Linked DNA regions of Rattus norvegicus: region 2 is linked to region 1. The links are chromatin contacts, called in public Hi-C maps. All regions are on one chromosome and are shown on one strand. The core of a region is the stretch at or near the end of the contact, and the rest is flanking DNA. Distances in the headings are between cores, read along the strand shown. Region 1 overlaps Sdr42e2 (short chain dehydrogenase/reductase family 42E, member 2). Region 2 holds the start of Igsf6 (immunoglobulin superfamily, member 6).

Evidence for each region. Hi-C and Micro-C count contacts between places; a contact is called where the count stands out from the background.
Region 2: a contact with region 1 is called in a Hi-C map of Schwann cells, with 2.3 times the contacts expected there. The contact joins the promoter of Igsf6 here to the enhancer-like site in region 1. A contact is called at or near these places in 4 of 12 Hi-C or Micro-C datasets (the A7r5 cell line, Schwann cells, hepatocytes and 1 more).

Annotation. Positions count from the first base shown.
Region 1 is chr1:184,809,382-184,815,508 of GRCr8, reverse strand. It overlaps Sdr42e2 (short chain dehydrogenase/reductase family 42E, member 2), which reads right to left. Exons shown (of 12, transcript XM_039101193.2): 11 at 5,842-5,915; 12 at 1,445-2,418. The coding sequence ends at 2,164. Among named protein-coding and RNA genes, the nearest start is that of Trnal-uag1, 5.1 kb to the left of the region's middle. Within about 2 kb of position 2,383, at least 46 of the 93 cell types and tissues checked have an H3K27ac peak or open chromatin away from gene starts, as enhancers often do. A contact at or near this core is called in the A7r5 cell line and Schwann cells, where this site is marked.
Region 2 is chr1:185,049,208-185,055,334 of GRCr8, reverse strand. Igsf6 (immunoglobulin superfamily, member 6) reads left to right here and starts at 3,379. Exons shown (of 6, transcript NM_133542.3): 1 at 3,379-3,490. The coding sequence starts at 3,424. Mettl9 (methyltransferase 9, His-X-His N1(pi)-histidine) reads right to left here. Exons shown (of 5, transcript NM_001163164.1): 5 at 976-1,680. The coding sequence ends at 1,475.

The sequences.
Region 1 (6,127 bases), core at 1,134-3,633:
TGTGACCAGCTGCTTCACGTTCCTGACACTAACTTTGCTCATACAATGGACACACGAACTAGGAGGCAAAATAAACCCTTTCTTAAGTTGCCATTATCAGGGGTTTGTTTGTTTGTTTTCCCAAAACAGGGTTTCTCTGCAAAGCCTTGGCTGTCCTTCAACTCATGCTCTAGATCAGGCTGGTCTCAAACTCAGGGATCTGCCTACTTTTGCCTCCAAGTGCTAGATTTAAAGGCATGAGCCACCACTACCCCAGCTTGCCCAAGCATTTTGTCATAGGAACAGGAAAAGTATAATGGCCAAGCTCAGACAGCCTGAGATTTGTAGGTCTGGGAGAAAGAGGGAGACCCAGAGTTCAACCCCAAACCCTGAAACAGTTAGGCTGCAATGGGCATAAACCATGAATTACATTTTCCACTGGGCCTTGGGAAGGTCTTTCAAATGATTTCAGCTACAAAGCAGTAGCCCTCACCCCTGATATTTCAAGTTAGTGATAGCCTTAGATTCCTTACCTTTAAATTGACGGTAACAACCCCTACTGTAAGAGTAGCTCTAGTAATGAGATAAGGCCATACAAATGCAAGTTCCTGCTGGCGTTGGGCACTCTAAACAGATAGAAATGATTACTATTGATCTTTAAAACAAAAACAAAGTAGACACTGGAGAGATGGCTCAGTGGTCAAGAGCACTGACTGCTCTTCCAGAGGTGCTGAGTTCAATTCCCAGCAATCACATGGTGGCTCACAATCATCTGGGATTCAATGCCCTCCTCTGGTGTGTCTGAAGACAGATACAGTGTACTCACACATAAAATAAATCAGTAAGTCTTTTTAAATGAAGACACACAGTTTTCCTTATTTGCCAGGCAGGGACACGGGCTATGAGGAACACCACCTATGAAGGTTGACTAGTACCTTCTCTTTCCTCCACTGCAGCCAGTGGTTACTTTACTCTCTGCTAGGGTCTACGGTGTTTATTCAGTTAATGCCACATGTGCACCAGATGATGGAGATCTGTGGATCTGCTTACACACTGTTATTTTGAGATCCATACCATGATGGCAGGGAGGTGCGGGCTCTGTAGAGGGCAGGTCTGTGGGCTTAAACTCTTAAAGATGATGGCGAGGACCACTACTCATCAAGAGATACAAATGACACTGAAATACGGAGGCTGGGGAAATGGCTCAGTGGGTAAAGTGCTTGCCACACAAGGATGGGGACCCGAATTCCATTTCCAGCACCTACATAAAATGCCGGGTGAGGTTACATATGCTTGCAATCCCAGCTCTGGGAAGCCAGAGACAGGTGGATCCCTAAGACTTCTTGCCTAGCCGACCCATTCCAAATTCCAAACTCTAAACCAGTCTGGAAAAATAAAGTAAGACAGCTCCAAGAACGACATCCTCTGATAGCACATACAAGCACGCACAAACTACATCATAAAATATGATCAGCCAAATTCTTATTTCGGCTGTTATATTGGTACTTTTTATGAGACATTCCATTTCTTTTACAAACTTTCTTCCCCCATTGCCTCCTTTAGTACTGAGACCGTTTACTGTGCTGAGTCATTTCCACTCCATTAACTGGGAACCAAAAGCTATCAAGTTGGGCTTGGCTATCCTTCCCCAGCTAGTCAACACAAAGGTCGGTGGTCAGCATCAGGATAAACTCAAAGAAGCCATGGCAGGGAGGAGGTCCCAGAAGGAGGCAGAAAACAGGTTCAATTCCAAAGACTCCACCAACCAGAACTCAAGCATTTAGACCAACCGCGAAGGCGGGGCCAAGGTTTGTCCTTACAGAAGCGACCTCGCTGGGGTTTCTGTGTACAGATGGAGGCAGAAAGGAAGGATCGGGAAGAGTAGGAAAGAGAGGGCTAGACTGGGTAGGACTGGAAATAGCTGGGAAGGAGAAGTAAGATAAGAGGCTGGGACTTCATCAACCGCCTCGCCTAACCTCACAGAAGAGAACCACACTGAATCAGGGAGCGAAAAGCAGGGAAAGTCGGCCCAAACTCCAGAAAGACAAGCTTAGAGAGAGGAGCAGGGGCATGGCCAGGAATCGGGGTGTGGCCAAAAAGCAGGGGCGGGCCTAAACCGGGAGGTCAAAGCCAGGAAGAAGCGCAGAGAGCCTACGTGGGCTTGATCCGGCTTTGGGGTCCGGATCAGAGCCTCTCCACCACCGCCTGCAAAGGCTGCAGCCCTAGAAAGTACAGGGCTAGGCCGAGCAAGCCGAGCAGGAGCAGCAGCAGGAGCAGCAGCCGCAGGAGCGTCAGCACGGTGCAACAGCAGGGCTGCGGGGTCGTGGCCTGCACATATCGCTCCACTGCGTCTGCGAAGCTGAACTTGTCCGGCGCGTAGCCAAGCTGAGCGCGGGCCTTGGCAATCTGGAAGGTGTGCGTCACGGTCATGCTGAGCACCTATGGGAGAGGCGGAGCAGCAGAGGGCTGGGTTAGTGGGAAAGCATCCTGTGCCTTGTTGATGGAAAGGGGAAGGGCAGTCTGCCTTTCGGTCACACGGGTTTAAAGACTAGTTGCGTCTGATTCCTGCGATGCCTTCCTGAGGAGGGAGGGGAGGCTTCCTTTCTGAGATCTTTTTCTTGGAGGGCGCCGCCTCCTCGATTCCCTTTCTGTATCTCACCCTCAGGCTCTGCTAAATTTTCACCCTGTTTCATTCCTCTTCTCTACTTCTCTTCCTAGCTTAGCCTCGTTCTGGACCCCTGGGGGCCCTTAAATGCATTCTTGAATGCCAAGACAGGCTGAAGGCTTCCTGCCTGTAGTGGAATGCGGTTCTCCAGAAAAACATCCCCAAAGAAGGATGTTGGCTTCCTGTTGCCAGCTCAAGGCCAATGGTGGACAGGACCTCCAGAACAGCCTCCCTATGCTCTCAGCTGGTTAACTAAGTGACCCTAAGAGAGGAATTCAATTACGAACAAGTGATTCCTCCTCTTTAAGTCTGAGCTGCATTTCCCCTGCTGCCAGTTGGCCTGAGGCCCACTTTCTTCCAGGGCAATAAATGACAACTATCGATGGTAGAACTCCCAATGAGCACGGGTGTGGGCCGTTATACTCTTTTGTCCTCTGCGATGGCACTATTTCCTCTTAGCATAATTGGACATTGAATTTCAGAGGTTAAGTGACTTGCCTACGGTCACATAGGAGATCCACTTTAGAAAGTGGCCATATTCTTGGTCGTGTTGGGGTCTGGTGATGCTCTCCCACCTGGCTTGTTATTCTCTAGCTGGACTTTGGCTTCATGATTCTCCCATGGGGGCCAAGCCCTGGTCTGGGGACCCCAGAGAGGGAAATAGACTAATCCTTGCCTGTTTTGCCCCTGATAGTGAGTTCAGGGCTTGGAGGTATGCAGGTTAGTAAATATCCTAAAGCCAGCCAAGCAGGGAGACATAGCTGTGAGCTAGGCAAGCACAGAGTGGGTCCTAGCACAGTGTTCTCAGAGGTCAGGTTTAACCGTGACCTCAGGGCGTAGGTGCCTCTCCTGCTTGCTGGAAAATTCTTCCTCACATCTCTGGGTAATGCTTATCACCACGTTGAGTTGCCTGGTTTCTAGAACATTTTCCTCTTTGGACTGTGAACTTCCTGGGTGTAAGGATCAAGTCTTTCTTACCTCCAGTGCTCAGTGAAGTGCCTGGCACACAGTAGGTGCTCAAGGAATGAAAGGTTTTTAAATGCTAAAAAGCTGATTGGTGTCTCACAGACGGGCCAGCAGATGGCAACTGACCATAGCTCCCAAACGGCCCCAGACCCTTTGCCCTGGAGCCAAGAAGTTAACCCGCAAACCCACACTTCAGACAAGAGGAAGGGTAACCAAGCTCTTGCCTGACTACAGTTCCTGCCAGCTGTTTGGCCTTGTTGGTTCCTGGTATTTTACAAGCTAGTGGTAAAGCTTTAGGTCTGGATTCAAATCCCACCAGTACCTTGTAAGTGAATGATCTTGTGTAGGCAGCTTCACTGTGTTCACTATGTCTCTAATTTCCCCCTCTGAACATGGACAGGGTAATAGTTTCCAGCAGCGGTGAATATCAAGTGACATTAAAGGACCGTCATTATCCCCCATCGACCTGGAAAGGGTGTAGGCTGTAGCTTCTCTGAAACATTCTCCATGCTCCCACTTCCTTTCATCTTAAGGAGCAGTGAACTTGCCATCCTGAAACTAATTCCAGTGTGGTGTGATCTTGCATAAGCCACCAGTTTCTCCAGCGCTCGGTTTCTCATCATAAACTAAAAAGCACAATCTTTTTGCCCTTGCTAATTTAGCACTAGGAGGAATCAAAGGAGAGAGGCCCCAAATACCACCTGCTGCCTTACTGTTTATTTTATATGCCCTGCCTGAGTGCATGCATGTGCATTGTGTGCATGCCGGAAGAGGGCGTCAGATCCCTTGGGACTGGAGTTATGGATGGTTGTGAGCCACCATGTGGGTGCTGGGAATCAAACTTGGGTCGTCGGAAGAGCAGTGAGGGCTCTAACCTGATATGTCCTTTCTCTAGCGCCAAGATGTCCTCTTTTTGGATGGTACATGCTAAGCAAATATAAAACCACACACACGTCTGCTAGTGCGATGGTGCACACATTCCAACCTAGCACTCAGGAGGAAGGGGCAGGTGGATCTCTGTGAGCCGGAGGCCAGCTCACTCTACATAGTGAGTTCCAGGATATACAGAGCTGCATAGTGAGACCTGTCTCAAAAAACAAGACAACTCCCCCAAACTATGCACCATAAGTATGCGAATGGTATTGATATTCTATACATAGAAGGCATTTAATACACACTTAACAATAAGTAAATAAACTTAAATGATGAGCCTAGGGCCACTGGGGATTTGTGTGTGTGTGTGTGTGTGTGTGTGTGTTTGTGCATGCATATATATGCACATAAAAATTGTTGCTGTAAAATTATAAAAAGTAAAATGCTTTTATTCCGCACTAGATCTGGCACCCCAGTGCCCCAAGATATCTGGTAGATATTTTCATCTCAGTCAGCAAAGCGTCTCACCCACTTTGCTCCATCCCATATCACACTGCCAATGGCTTCTCTCTGAGCCTGGCAGCAATCTCCCTACCCATCTAGTTCCCAAGACAGGTTGCCACCATGCCAGACATGCACATCCCAACTCTGTGGTGGTCCAGCGTCTCTAGCCACCGCACTCTCTTCAACTTAAATCGCCACATGAAAGAACACACAACACTATATATAACCTCTGATCCAATTGATAAGATATAATTGCCTACCTAAACATACAAAGTCCCGTACACATCCATCCCTTAAGAATAATCATAACAACCTGTAAATGTGCAGAGAGGAATCTTTACATCCGCTTCCATGTTCTCTCGGTGGCTTCTCTCTCGCGCCTAGATTGGGCAGATCTACCACTACACTACCCTGTTCCCCAGCTGTGAAATCCCTTATTACTTGCGGCTTCTCCATGCCAGGCACTCCAGCTCCCTCTTCCTCCTTCTCCTTCAGCCCCTCAAACTTTTCATTTTACAGCAACATATACATTCAGAGTTTGGTTCAAAAGAGCGCCTGCTATGGGACCTATCTTTGGGAGCTCTGGCTAGAAGATAAGCCACTTACAGCTGGAATGACAGCTATGAGGTAGGATTTTGGAGTGGTCCAATTTTCAGTTTGTAATACAGTCTGAGCAAAGACTTAGTTGGTAGGGAGCGTTAGAAAGGAATGGGCTGTAGTTTCGGGTCTATATGGAAGGTTCTGGGACCACAGAGAAGAATCGTGTGACCGAGGTGTTCAGCAATGGTGGAGATGAGGAGGGGAGGAGGACAGCGCAGAGCTGGGATTCCCCCACCCCTCAGCACCCCACTTACCTCACTGCGGGTGAGTAGTGGGGAGATGGTGCAGATAGGTCTCAGTGCTAGGTGCAGAAACTCCATCACTGCAGCTGTGGGGGAGGGCGGGTGAGAAGGGCTCCGGACAAAGCCACTGGGGCATCGTTTGCTTTGCTAGGAGTCCCTTACAGAGGTCACTGGATTCTTTAAGTCGGCAGCATTTGCTAGGGGCCTGTTAGCTAGGAGATATGTCACAGATGGCACCAAGTAACAGTGATGGTCTGAAGAGTGCAAGCAAATCTGAGAAGGCTCAGGAATTTCTGTT
Region 2 (6,127 bases), core at 2,130-4,629, 240 kb before region 1:
TGCAAAATGGCATTTTAATAAACTGGTCTTCAAAGAACCTCTGATTTTCTTGAGAATTTGCCTTTAAAATGCATAAACACGTGCTCTCTGTTTTCCTGTGGTCTTTTTCCAATAGACCTCAACTTCAAAGACAGGAGCTGCTTTGAAGCCACCTGGCCCTGAACACCCGTCCCTGGTTTTGACAGGATAAAACAGCCAGTAAAGAAGCACATTTCCTGGGTTCGGTCCCCAGCTCCGAAAAAAAGAACCAAAAAAGAAGCACATTTCCACCGCAAAAGAAGTTTAAGGTTGCTGCATTCCTCTGCTCACTATCTAGGCCACTGTCCATACTTCATTTACCCAAAGTCCTGGTGAAAGAAAATAAGACCACACCACTAACAATTGTGCATCAGTCCTGTGACCCCCTTGTCTGACTACACAGAGCACTCTGGCCCTCATGCCCAGATGTTGTAGTTTTCTGTGTGTAATAGTCACAAGTAACAAACACCTGGATAACATACTGTGACACCTCACTCATACTGTCACCACTGTGACTACTGGGTCTTTAGGTTCTAGACTAGTGTCTACAATGACTATTACTCTTGGTAATGAGGCCTCCTCTATCGCTATATTTCTGGGTTTATTGGGAGCACTGTTAGATTCAGCAAACATATTTATTCTCAGTTAAGGACCTGGGGATAAGCCAAGTTTGGGAAGATGACATTCGAGGAAGAGAAAGAAGCGGAATGTCTATTTAGGCTGAGTTCTGTCAGTCAAAGCAACAGAAAGCTTCGATCCTGAGGGATTAAGGAAGTCTAGGAAAACAAAGCTGATTTGTGGCCAGAAGCAGGTGTTTTACAACACTGACAGAGAGGTGCTGTGTATCATCTGGGGTGGTCATTCTTGGGGTGTCAAAGCTCCCTGGGCTTCTCTATCACACCCACATTCCTGAAGCCAATGCTGCAGTCTGAGAGAAACACAAACACAGTGCCAGAGTCATTTCCAAAAACATTTATTAGCATGATTAAAAACATTTTTTGAATAGTAAGAGAAGGAGTTTCTAAACATGAAAGTATCAATGGTTCTACTTTATAACCAATATTTGGAATTGAATGGACAGCTTTATTGCCAGACTTCATTTATTAAAAACAATCCATTTATCGGTTCCATGACATCATGACTATTGCTTTGTCTGGGAATGAGTCCCTACAGCAATTAAGTATAAAAAATATCTTCCATCATAATTGGAGAGTGACCTGCATTGGAGCGTGATTCTGAGTAAAGAATTGATTAAAAATACACAAAGAGTTGGGTTTTGTTTTTAAAAACACTCCCTTACACACTACAAAGAAAGAATTAGTATTTTGGCTTTTTAAATTCCTACATGATACTGAGAATGACAGTCCCCAGAGGTCCCCCTCACATCACTGGATGCACCTCCTCTTCTGGAGGGCAGATTCCAGGGGTGACTCTGAAGACTTGGGCCTCCACATGTTTACACTGGTCTGAGAACAAAGACAGCGTCGTCCAGAACATAGTAGTCATTGTACATGTCACCTTCACACAGGTATGGCAGTCTAGTGAAAGCTTCGATGACAAAGCCAGCTTTCCTGAACACCTCAGGCAGGCTATTCACTTGCTCTTCCCAATTCTGTCCCTTGATTTCCAGAATTTCTGATGGTTTCTCCCACTTGCCACCTACTAGAACAAATAAAAACATTAAGTTAAATTCTTGAACAATGACTCACTATAAGAGGGATGTGCAGGGGGAGCTAGTGTTCCGGGTACCGATACCCTGGATGCGGCATCTCTGAACGAGCCACTCTTCAAGGCAAGTGGACAGAGCCTGGCAGGAGTGGCAGAACTTACCCAAAGTGATGCTCTCAGGCTGCTGCATCCACAGCCCACACTGACTGAACTGCTTTTATGGCTCAGAAAATTAGTCGGGGAATATTGAATATGGGGGTCAGAGTAACCACTAGTATTTGAAAGTAGGTTTGGGGGGCTGGGGATTTAGCTCAGTGGTAGAGCGCTTACCTAGGAAGCGCAAGGCCCTGGGTTCGGTCCCCAGCTCCGAAAAAAAAAAAAAAAAAAAAAGAAAGAAAGTAGGTTTGGACATACAAGAATCATGTACATAGAACACTTACTCAACTTCCTGTCTAGAAGTTGCCTGGCTGAAAATTAAAATAAACTCATGAGGAATTTCAATTCACAGAAACACATGTGCTTTACAAGAGAAGGTGATCCATTCCCTAAGTCATTTGTCAATCACTTCCAAGCCTATGCGCATTAGGAGCCTGAAGTACGAGAAGCAGGCAAGGTTTCATTCCCTGCAAGCCACACCCTGACTACAGACAGACAAAACCAAAAGTCCATTTGGATATGGAGCTGAAAGAGACTGATAACATGCCACTAAATTCACAGCAAGGATTCCAATGCTAAGGGGACAGATACACACCAGCAGGTAACAGAGCACAGGGCAAACAGTAAAGACGACACTTTTCAGTGGCCAGCACTGCATTTGATCCCTGTTGGGAGAGTTAATTCTTGGTGGGAAGGGAAGCTGCTTTTCTGGTCTTCTTGCAGCAGGGGACTGGTGCCACACCTTAGCCTATTGCCAAAACTGGAATGAGCTGGCGACACAGAATGAGGCCTTTTGCCAAGTGCGGGCAATAACATCAGGTGGGTAGGGAGGTGGGCAGATGAGTGGGTGATAATGACAGCGTCTGCAGCACCTAGTGCACAGCATCAGACTAGTTTCACAGGGTGACTCAAGCTCTTCCTCACTTGGGAAGTCACAGGCTCTCCAGGCCTTCTAAAACTCCAAGAGCCACATCAAGTCCTGTTAACAGGTCTCTTTTTGCTTGATCAGCCTGAGTTCCTGCTACTTACAAAGAACCACCTGACTAGTACAGGCTGGGGGAGAGAGGGTGCTGTGTGTGACTCAGACCCAAAACAAGCACCAGGGGACATATCCGCATCGCTTGTCAACATTAAGAAATCTTTGAATTCAAGCCAGGCGCACAGGCTTGACAGCAGCTGTGTGCTTCTTTACCATACCAGATGCTTTGGTCACTCCCTGGTTTTTTCTCCTAGGCCTACAGGAAACATGGCCTCTTGCTGCTGCTCACGCCTAGCAGTTTCTAGCCCTGAGAGGCACTCAACAGCAGAGCACATCAATAAGAACACTCTAAAATGTCAGGCACTGGTTGAGGAGCACATGACTTCCTGCAACCTCCACAAAGACTATCAGACGCCCATGATAATTTCTAATATGCATGCATGCTTAGACTGAAATCTCAACTTTAAATGGTGAAACTTATTACAAACCATGCTTATGCAATTTCTAAAAGTTCCTGCTTGTGCTTCCTTAATATGAGTTCCTCTCTTTACTTCTTCCTTTCTGAAGAGAGAAAAGTGGAAAAGGCGGCACATGCACCAGCGATGGGCCCTGTGAGCACGAGCAGGAGGGGCCTCCGGCTAGGAATCAGCCTGATCCTTCTTCAAGTTGGTAAGGGGTTTTCTGTTCTCTATTCCACTAGGTAAACTGCTGCTTGCCACCTAATCATGAAGACTTTCAGCTCCTAGCAGATAACTTACGAAGGCAGCACTACAGTACGGCAGTGTCTCTTCTCCCCACAGAACTAGGCACTGAGGCATAGCTGAAGATGCGTTTTCTATCAGCCCTTGGTTGGCTGCTCTTTGAGCACATCTTACCAGAGAGAATCTGCTCAGGACCACTTGTGCTGGTCACTCAGTCAGTTCCCACAGGCAAGCTCTGGACTACTGTACACTGCACAGTATTAGCTTAATACTTTCATAAGACAATGTTTCTAAAGGCTGAAAAGAACTTGGGTTTTAAAGCTGTAACTTGTCCTACAAAAAAGCCACCTGATAATATAACTAATCTCTAAATTCTATCTGTACCTGTTCTAGCTCTATAAAAGTTATTTCTTTCATCATAGTTTAAATAATCTAAGATTTACCCACAAAATCTGGATTGCAGGGCAAGAAATGGAGCAAATGTTCTTGAAGTTAATTTTTTCTCATCTGTAAAGAAATGGTAGAGTAGCCTAGTGGTAGGCTACTTGCCTAGCATATGCAAGGTTCGCTCTCCAGTACACACAAGAAAAGGAAAGGAGAAATTCAGAGGGAGGGGAGAAGGGGCTGGGGAGGAGTGAATGAATTATGCCTACATGTTAACAGTGGCTCTTCTGGCTAAGGACCCACGGCAATGTCTTATACTGCTCTACTGTCTGCAATGAATACATACTGCTTGTGTACAGTGCTTGGTTGGCATGAGAGAAAAGCTTTATCTTTCCAGCTCTATTATGAAATGCTTGCAGATAGGATAACGAAGGAATGAATAGATGAGACAGTGAGGAGACCTGAGACAAGCCTAAGGTAAAGCAGGCAAGGCTGAGTCCACCGTGCAAGGTGGCTACTTTTGCATGTTTGACATTTTTCTATAATAATAAATGTTGGGCAGGGCAGTGGTGCTGCAAACCCAGCATTCAGGAGGTAGAGGCAGGAGGATTCTAAGTTCAAAGCCTGGTCTGCAGAGCAAGTTCCAGGATAGCAAGGGCTGCGCAGAGAAACCCTGTCTTAAAAACACAAATAATAACAGTAATGGTTAGCTTCTGATGCTAACAGCAATGATAAATGTTGGAGCTGGAGATTTAATTCAGTAAAGTGCTTACTATGCAAGCAGAGGGACCTACATGTGATTAGTGGAACAATGCAAAAGTCAGGCCTGGTGGGGTTGGGGATTTAGCTCAGCGATAGAGCGCTTGCCTAGCAACGCAAGGCCCTGGGTTCGGTCCCCAGCTCCAAAAAAAAGGGAAAAAAAAAAAAGTCAGGCCTGGTGGCACACACGTACAATCTCAGTGATGGGGAGGCAGAGCTGGGCAGAGCCCCAGGGCTCACTAGCTAGCCTGGCCTATTCAACTACTGAGGCCCTCTCTGGGAAAACAAAAGTAAGTAATTCCAAAGAACACAACCAAGGCTGTCCTCAGGCCTCCACACACATCTGTACATTCATGCCCGCATGCCCACAAACATATACACACTTGAACAGGCTGACATACATAAGCACACACAACATAAGTTCAAGGAATCCAAAATAAATTCTCTACTTATTTCCTAAGCATTTTTAAAAAGGAGTAGGATGATTTTACTTCCACCACGGAGCTCAACTTTCAACATTTTCAGTGGAAACTGATTTAAAACAAAAAACTACAGAACCTAGGAATTCCTAAAAGAAAACCTTCACAGGAGGGGCTTTAGTGAGACACTATCCAGACTTCTCTTTTTGACTAATGTTGCTCAACGGGAGGGGGAAGGAACAACGCTGTCCCCTCCCCTGGCCTGTTCAGTTTCCCCAACAGAGACTAAGAGGAAATTCCCAAGTTGCAAGTATTTCTTACTGTGTTAAAGGTTGGCTTACTTTTTAAATCTTCAACTGAAAGGCACCCGAGACTGGGGTTCTGTCTGCATGTGGGACCAACAGGACCAATCCATTTCCAGTCTGCAGAGCAGTCCCTGCAGTAAACAGGCTAGTGGGAGCCCACCGCCCTCGGCTGGACCTCCTGGCACACAAGAAGCTAGGTGGTACTCCCCGCTGACTAACTCCTAACTCTTCTCAGCCAGTCAGCACAGAGCCTCAGCTTACCTCAAGGAACACAATGCTCAAGGAGAAATGTGGGAATACTCTCACAAATCCTGCGGCTAACTTTACTGCCTCTGCTGCTCTGGTTGGGAACCTTTAAGACAAAATGTTAAGTGAAAAACAACCATGGCTCCTAAATCAGCAGTTCTCAACTTGTGGGTTGCAGCTCCTTTGGAATTGAGTAACAGATACCCTGCATATCAGATATTTACATTACAATTCCTAACAGTAGCAAGATCACAATGAAGTAATTCTATGGTTGTGGTCACCACAACATGAGGAATTGTATAAAGAGCTGCATTAGGAAGGTTGAGAACCTCGGCTAAATGAATACAAGCATCAGAGGATTTGGACTTTTTCCATTCTCAGGAACAGAGTAGGATAAATAAGACCATTTGGCCCATTATTTTTGAGGCCATTTGACCTATACAATTAGGCAGAACTTGAACTAAAAACTCACAGCTGCTTCAACCAATACCA